Linked DNA regions of Mus musculus: region 1 is linked to region 2. The links are chromatin contacts, called in public HiChIP or PLAC-seq maps. All regions are on one chromosome and are shown on one strand. Each heading gives the region's core, a stretch centred on a gene start, on an enhancer-like site or on the middle of the called end of the contact. The rest is flanking DNA. Distances are from core to core; before and after follow the strand shown. Region 1 overlaps Sergef (secretion regulating guanine nucleotide exchange factor). Region 2 overlaps Kcnc1 (potassium voltage gated channel, Shaw-related subfamily, member 1).

Region 1 (2,841 bases), core at 199-2,698, 130 kb after region 2:
AAACTCTGTGTTTCCCAGTGTGTGAAGTGTGGAGGATAATAACCCTGACCCTTGAGGAGAAAATGAACAAGCACACGGCAGCCTTTCTTCGGTCGGTCCAGTGCGTGCCTGCGTGACAGTGAGCCGTTCAACAACAGTTAGCTAGTGAATGGATGTGGGCTAAGAGAAAGTGATAAACATTCAAGGAAATGATTGCAGAATTGTGTGATAAATAATTTAGCGGGGATGCATCTCAATAACAGTTGAACATGCTGGGGAGCAAGCGCCAAGTGTCGCCTTGGCGAAATGAAAGAGACCAGAGAGGAAGAAAGAGATTCTTAACAACTAAACCAGGCCTAAGAGAGAGCACGTGTCGCAGGAAAGTGGCCAGCACCAGGACAGGGCAGAGGCCAGCACCAGGACACCTCATGTTTGGGAGTTGCATCTCCAGTTACAAGTGGACCTGTTCTACTCTAGAAGAGATCAGGAGGCAAGCACAGCCTGTCTGCTTAGCCTGGGGTCCTGAATCTATCTCTCCCTGTGATGCTGAGAACCTCTGTAGGGCACAGCAAAGGCGCTTAGGGGTTGTATGGATAAACTGAGGCAAAATGGCCATAAAGGAACTCGGGCTTGATTATGGAGAAAGAAACAGAGAGAATGAGGCAGGCAGCCCCAGGAGCAGACAGCACGCCAGAGGAACCGCAGCTGGCCCGGGGGCTGCGCCTTCACATCCAGGGTGGCTCTACACATATAGCAAAGGCCTTCGCCCTGTGTGTTCCTCTTCCATTGGAGCAGCCACAGAGCAGAGTGAATATGGAAAATTCCAGCAGAAAGATTTGACCAAAGTGAGCAAGCCCAGAGGTCACAGTCACCACTGATGAGTGGACAGAGCCACCTCCACCCGGCCTGGCTGGGATCAGGGCCAGCAGTTTTCTACTTACACGCACACTCAGAGCACAAGTTCCAGTGACAGGACCTTTCAGGTGCTCTTCTTCTTCTTAAGGCCATTTACAGAAACCCAAGGTCCTCTAGGTACCCCAGAAAAAAAGAAAAGAAAAGAAAAGAAAAGGGGAGGGGAGGGGAGGGGAGGGGAGAGGAGAGGAGAGGAGAGGAGAGGAGAAGAGAAGAGAAGAGAAGAGAAGAGAAGAGAAGAGAAGAGAAGAGAAGAGAAGAGAAGAGAAGAGAAGAGAAGAGAAGAGAAGAGAAGAGAAGAGAAGATAAGAAAGATAAGAGAAGAGAAGAGAAGAGAAGAGAAGAGAGCTTTGCATTTAATCTCGCCTCAAAGATAAAATAAAGCAATGGCCTCTTTGTCCTACAAGACTGGTCACCAAGAAAAAGAGTGTCTCTAAGGGGCTCACCAGCTGTCCATCAGATACACACTCCTGTCCATTGAAAAAGCCTCACTGTGATGGCCCTGAGCAGGGCAAGGGGGAGGTAAAGGAGGGGGGCAGTCGGCGGGCTCAAGACTGCACGTGCCTGTGCCTGCGCCTGCGCCTGCGCCTGCTCCACACACAATGGCTGCTGCTGCGGCTTCCATCTAATTAGACAAAGCAAGCTAATGAGTGGGCAGAGCAGCACTCGGTTCCACTGTTCAGACCCCAGTGCTTCTTCCTTATTAAAAATAAAGAGACCCAGGGGCTCGATCTGGCAAAAATGCACACAGAGAGAGGCACATTTCCCATTTTTAGAAGTTTTGCATTAAAAAAAGAAGAAGAAGAAGAAAAGAAAAGAAAAAACAAAACTAGCATCTGTTTACTAAGTACCAAGACTCCAGTGTGCAACATCAAGGCCTTAGGCAGCACTTTGTCCGCACGTTCATGAGTTGTCTGGGAAGGAGCCTCACACTCACAGACCAGTGCTCCTTCTCAGCAGATGTGCTCTGCTAGGGCTCAGAGTGCTTCCTGACTCCCAAAGGCTAGTATCGAAGTGAGTCTGCCAGTGTGCCGTGGTCTGTAAAGGACTTTGTTAATACCTACTCAGCCACCAAACATTTACTGCAAGCCTACTAAGTGCCAGACACTGTTCCCCTCAACTGTTAGTGGTATCCCCAGTGCTACGATTTTCCCAGTTTGGGCTTAAAGCGCCTATTCCAGTTCTGGTGGATACAAGTACACTCAGGCTCTTCCCCCAACCCCACCCCAACCCCACCCCACCCCCAGCTAGGTCACCAGCCTGCCTCAGGAGACACCTAATGACATATCGGCACTAGGGGGTCCCAGAGCACACTGGTATAGACGATGATAAGGACAGGAAAGCTATTTGTCACTTCTACTGCTCCAGTAGCCTCCAGAAACTTCCAGAACAAGGTGGTTTCACAAGCAGGGTCGAAAACAAAAGGGTAAGCAAGTAAGCAAGCGACAAGCCCCTGTTTCTCCCCCGTCTCCTGCAACCTAGCGTCTGCTTACATGGATAAGCCTGCGGCCTTCCCTGCAAGCTCGTCCCTGGCCTCCCTGGAGAGTCCTCAAGTCTTGGCGTGCTTCCCTCCCGGTGCTGCCCCTGTTCCTTGGTTTTCATCAAGGTGCATCTGTCTCACTGAAGGATCCAGACCCAGCCTTAGGCCAGAGGTTGAGAACGTATGACCTTGAGTTGCTTCTCTCTGAACCCCCACACAATAACTTGGTCCACCAAGACCAGACTTCTGTTTTGCTACTATTTCTAAAGACCACCCGAGTGCAGAATGCGCCTTGGAGCCTCCTGGGGACAATGCTTCCCCTCTGTCCCCAGCATAGCTCAGCATCTATAGTACAGTAAACCCAGGATAAGTACATAGGGAATAAAGTCTGCCTATCAGATTGTTTGCTCCTAATCCTCCCCTCCAGCCACGCCCCCTCCCTGATGAATGAACCACTTATTGCCTGACAT
Region 2 (2,836 bases), core at 193-2,692:
CAGCCACCTCCCTGAGCCTAGAGAGGACTCACATACACTGGTGACATTTTCACCATGCACACAACCAGTTACATGGGACTCTTCTGGATGCCTCTCCCAGCACACAGACTTTCCAAACCACCTCCCGAGAGGGCACACTCTGCCATGCACACACACTCCCCAGCTCTTACCATCTCAGAGCCCTGCAGGGAGCTCCTTCCGCCTACTGCTCCCTGAGCAGGTGCCAGCAAGGGAGGAGTGGGGAGCAGGAGCAGGCGTCAGGACCCATCAGAGCACTGGGGCCTCCCTGGGCTTACTGCTGGAGGCTGTAGATAAAACAAACAAATGGAAAGGATTCGAGCTCTCCAAGGCTGTAGCCCTGTACACTGTGGACGTACCCAACCTAAGGAAGTCCAGATGAGACTAATTCAGTTTCTAAACCCAACTCAACTGACACTTTATTTAAGACAATTGGCTCTCCTGTCTGCTCTGCATCACTGACTTCAATGGGTGTTATGCGCCACCGTGGGGGTGGATCCCATTAGGCAGAAAACCTGACCTGCAGTTTCTGGGAGCCTGAAGCCTGGACATGGGCCTGATTAGCCATCATGGGCTCCTACTGCCTGCAACCTTGATCCCCCGCAGCAAGTCTAGCTCTCACTTTCGTGGTTGAGGGAGGGGAGACTGGGACTGGTCAAGGTCACACAGCAAGTGAGTGGCTGAGCGTCATGTCAGTCTCTGTCGTGTGTTCTGACCAGAGCCTGTTCCTGAAATGCAGATCCCCATGGCGAACCCCTGAACAGCTCTGAAAGGCAAGCACATTTTTTTTCTAAAGGCAAGCGTGGCATAAATAATTCATAAGTGGAAGTCATAGCACATATTGGTCATTTCAATAGATAGTAGGTTGCCTTTCCAATTTATGGTTTCAGGGGTGGGGCTGTGATAAAAATAACTTGGTGATTTCTAAAACATCTTAAGTCAACAGATCCCTAGTAGGTTTGTCTGACTTTACAGCCAACAGCCTCACCATCCTGGTTACCATAGAAATGGGATGCCTTGCTCTGTTGCTATGGCTACCACTTTCTAGAACACAATTGGTGGGTCTCATGGTTTGTGATTTGGTTCTGGGGGAAAAAAATAAAATAAAAAGAGCCAGAAACTACCAGCTTGTGTTTGTGTAGCACCATCAAGCAGTTGCCGCTGAGTGTCCTGAATTTTACAAGGCAGCCACCTCGCTGGCCAGGTTGGGGGCCAGCTACCTCTGGGCTACCTGACAGAGCTCTTCATCCTCACGTCATAGTCCCAGGAGGGATCAGCTGACCTGGTCCTGACTATGGTGGGGCTCAGCTGCTCTGGGAAAAGAATGGATAAAGGAGCCACCATCACGGGAATGGCAGTCTGAGGGTGGCAGGGAAGGCTGAGGGGGCAGAGAGGCAAGACAGACTGAGCTGCCCGAGCTGTGGGAAACTCAGTCGCCCCCTAGCGGGGATGGGGTGGAGACAGGCAGAGAGCTGTGCGGAAACTGCCAGGAGGGTAGGAGGGTGCCTAAGGCTGAAGTGCCTGGGCTGTGTGTGTGTGTGTGTGTGTGTGTGTGTGTGTGTGTGTGTGTGTGTGTGCGCGCGCGCGCGCGCGCTATGTGGTTCCAGCACTACTTCATGTGCTGCTCTGGGTGTGCACACATGATTTGTCTGTGTGCATACTACCGGGGTGTGACAGGTTGGTGTGAGGTAGCATACTGTGTTGAAGTCTTTGTGAGTTGGCTCTTGTCTTCTTTGTGTGGTCCAGGCACTGAGCTATATTCTCTACACCTATGCCCTCGTGTCTGAGCTTAGGACATCGGCTAAGCGTGTACTCTGGGTTATTGAATCCATGGTCTGTGGGTGACTTGGCACACAGTTCATATAGGGCACAGGTCCCAGCGCTTGCCCTGTGGACGATAACACCAGCATTACTCTCAAACTTGCTGTCCCGGGCCTATCAGGAAGAGCTTGCCTCTTTGTCTGGAGTCAATAATCACCGTGATTGTGTGTGTCGCCCTGCCACCACCACTTCCCCACCCTGGTCTTAGCTGTGCTCCATAATTCTGACTACTATGAGGTCTTTTCTACCAAGGGCTCAGCAAAGGCTGAAGGCTACATAGGATGCAGACTGGACCACCCAAGGATAATCTCATCACTGGTCCATCCTCAAAGGGCTGCTTCTGCTCCAGAGCAACTGAGTCTAAGATCCACAAAGGTGTAGCCGCAATCACATCTAGTTGGATCTAGTCACCTCTGCCCTTCATGAGCTACATGGGACAGCATGGCCTGCTCTTAGGGGGTCTGGGAAGAGGGAGCCATAGTCAACATTCGATCCAGGGCTGGCTTCTCAGTAAAACTCAGGCAGCTTGGTGGTGAGAGAGCTTATTGTCTGAGTTGATAAGCAGGGCTGTCTCAACTCCCTTATTCTCTTTGAAGCCCTTGGCTTAGTCCCCAAACCTTTGTTCTCGCCTTTCCTTTTAGACACGGTAGGGATATGACTGCCTGTTCTACCAAGATAGGATACATAGTAGATCCTGGAACTTTGGTAGTTTTTCCTCTCTCCTCCCAACCTTGGGTCTGGCAAAGGGATGAGCTGTTTTGGCTTTGGCTGGGTCCTGGCTGCTTTCCTGCTAGTCTAAGCTTAATGGAACACTGGGGTGTCTCAGCACTCCAGAAGTCGCTTCTTCCACAGCCCAGGAAGGATCCACACATGCCCAGAGAGAGGTCTTTGGGGCCCTGTGCTTGCTTAGTAGTGGTTTGGCTTTGTAGAAGCAGAGGCTGAGAAGGCAGAGGTCAGGGAGTCTATCAGGGTACTTCCTGATGGAGTCTTTCTGTCT

What was found. HiChIP or PLAC-seq counts read pairs in DNA pulled down with a chosen protein or histone mark.
Region 1: an H3K4me3 HiChIP or PLAC-seq map of embryonic basal ganglia shows a contact between it and region 2, with 2.3 times the contacts expected there. The contact joins two enhancer-like sites. A contact is called at or near these places in 9 of 39 promoter capture datasets (the C10 cell line, the HPC-7 cell line, cranial neural crest and 6 more), 1 of 15 datasets of contacts at CTCF or cohesin (large pre-B cells), 3 of 484 Hi-C or Micro-C datasets (the G1E-ER4 cell line, bone marrow-derived dendritic cells and germinal center B cells), 3 of 115 datasets of contacts at active chromatin or transcription factors (embryonic basal ganglia, oligodendrocyte precursor cells and stem cell-derived neural progenitor cells) and 3 of 9 other capture datasets (embryonic stem cells, liver and pancreatic islet).

The regions. Positions count from the first base shown.
Region 1 is chr7:46,555,088-46,557,928 of GRCm38.p6, forward strand. All of the region lies in intron 9 of Sergef (secretion regulating guanine nucleotide exchange factor), which reads right to left. Among named protein-coding and RNA genes, the nearest start is that of Sergef, 83 kb to the right of the region's middle. Within about 2 kb of position 1,449, at least 24 of the 459 cell types and tissues checked have an H3K27ac peak or open chromatin away from gene starts, as enhancers often do. A contact at or near this core is called in embryonic basal ganglia, where this site is marked.
Region 2 is chr7:46,421,534-46,424,369 of GRCm38.p6, forward strand. The region is part of intron 1 of Kcnc1 (potassium voltage gated channel, Shaw-related subfamily, member 1); the gene reads left to right. Among named protein-coding and RNA genes, the nearest start is that of Kcnc1, 26 kb to the left of the region's middle. Within about 2 kb of position 1,443, at least 47 of the 459 cell types and tissues checked have an H3K27ac peak or open chromatin away from gene starts, as enhancers often do. A contact at or near this core is called in embryonic basal ganglia, where this site is marked.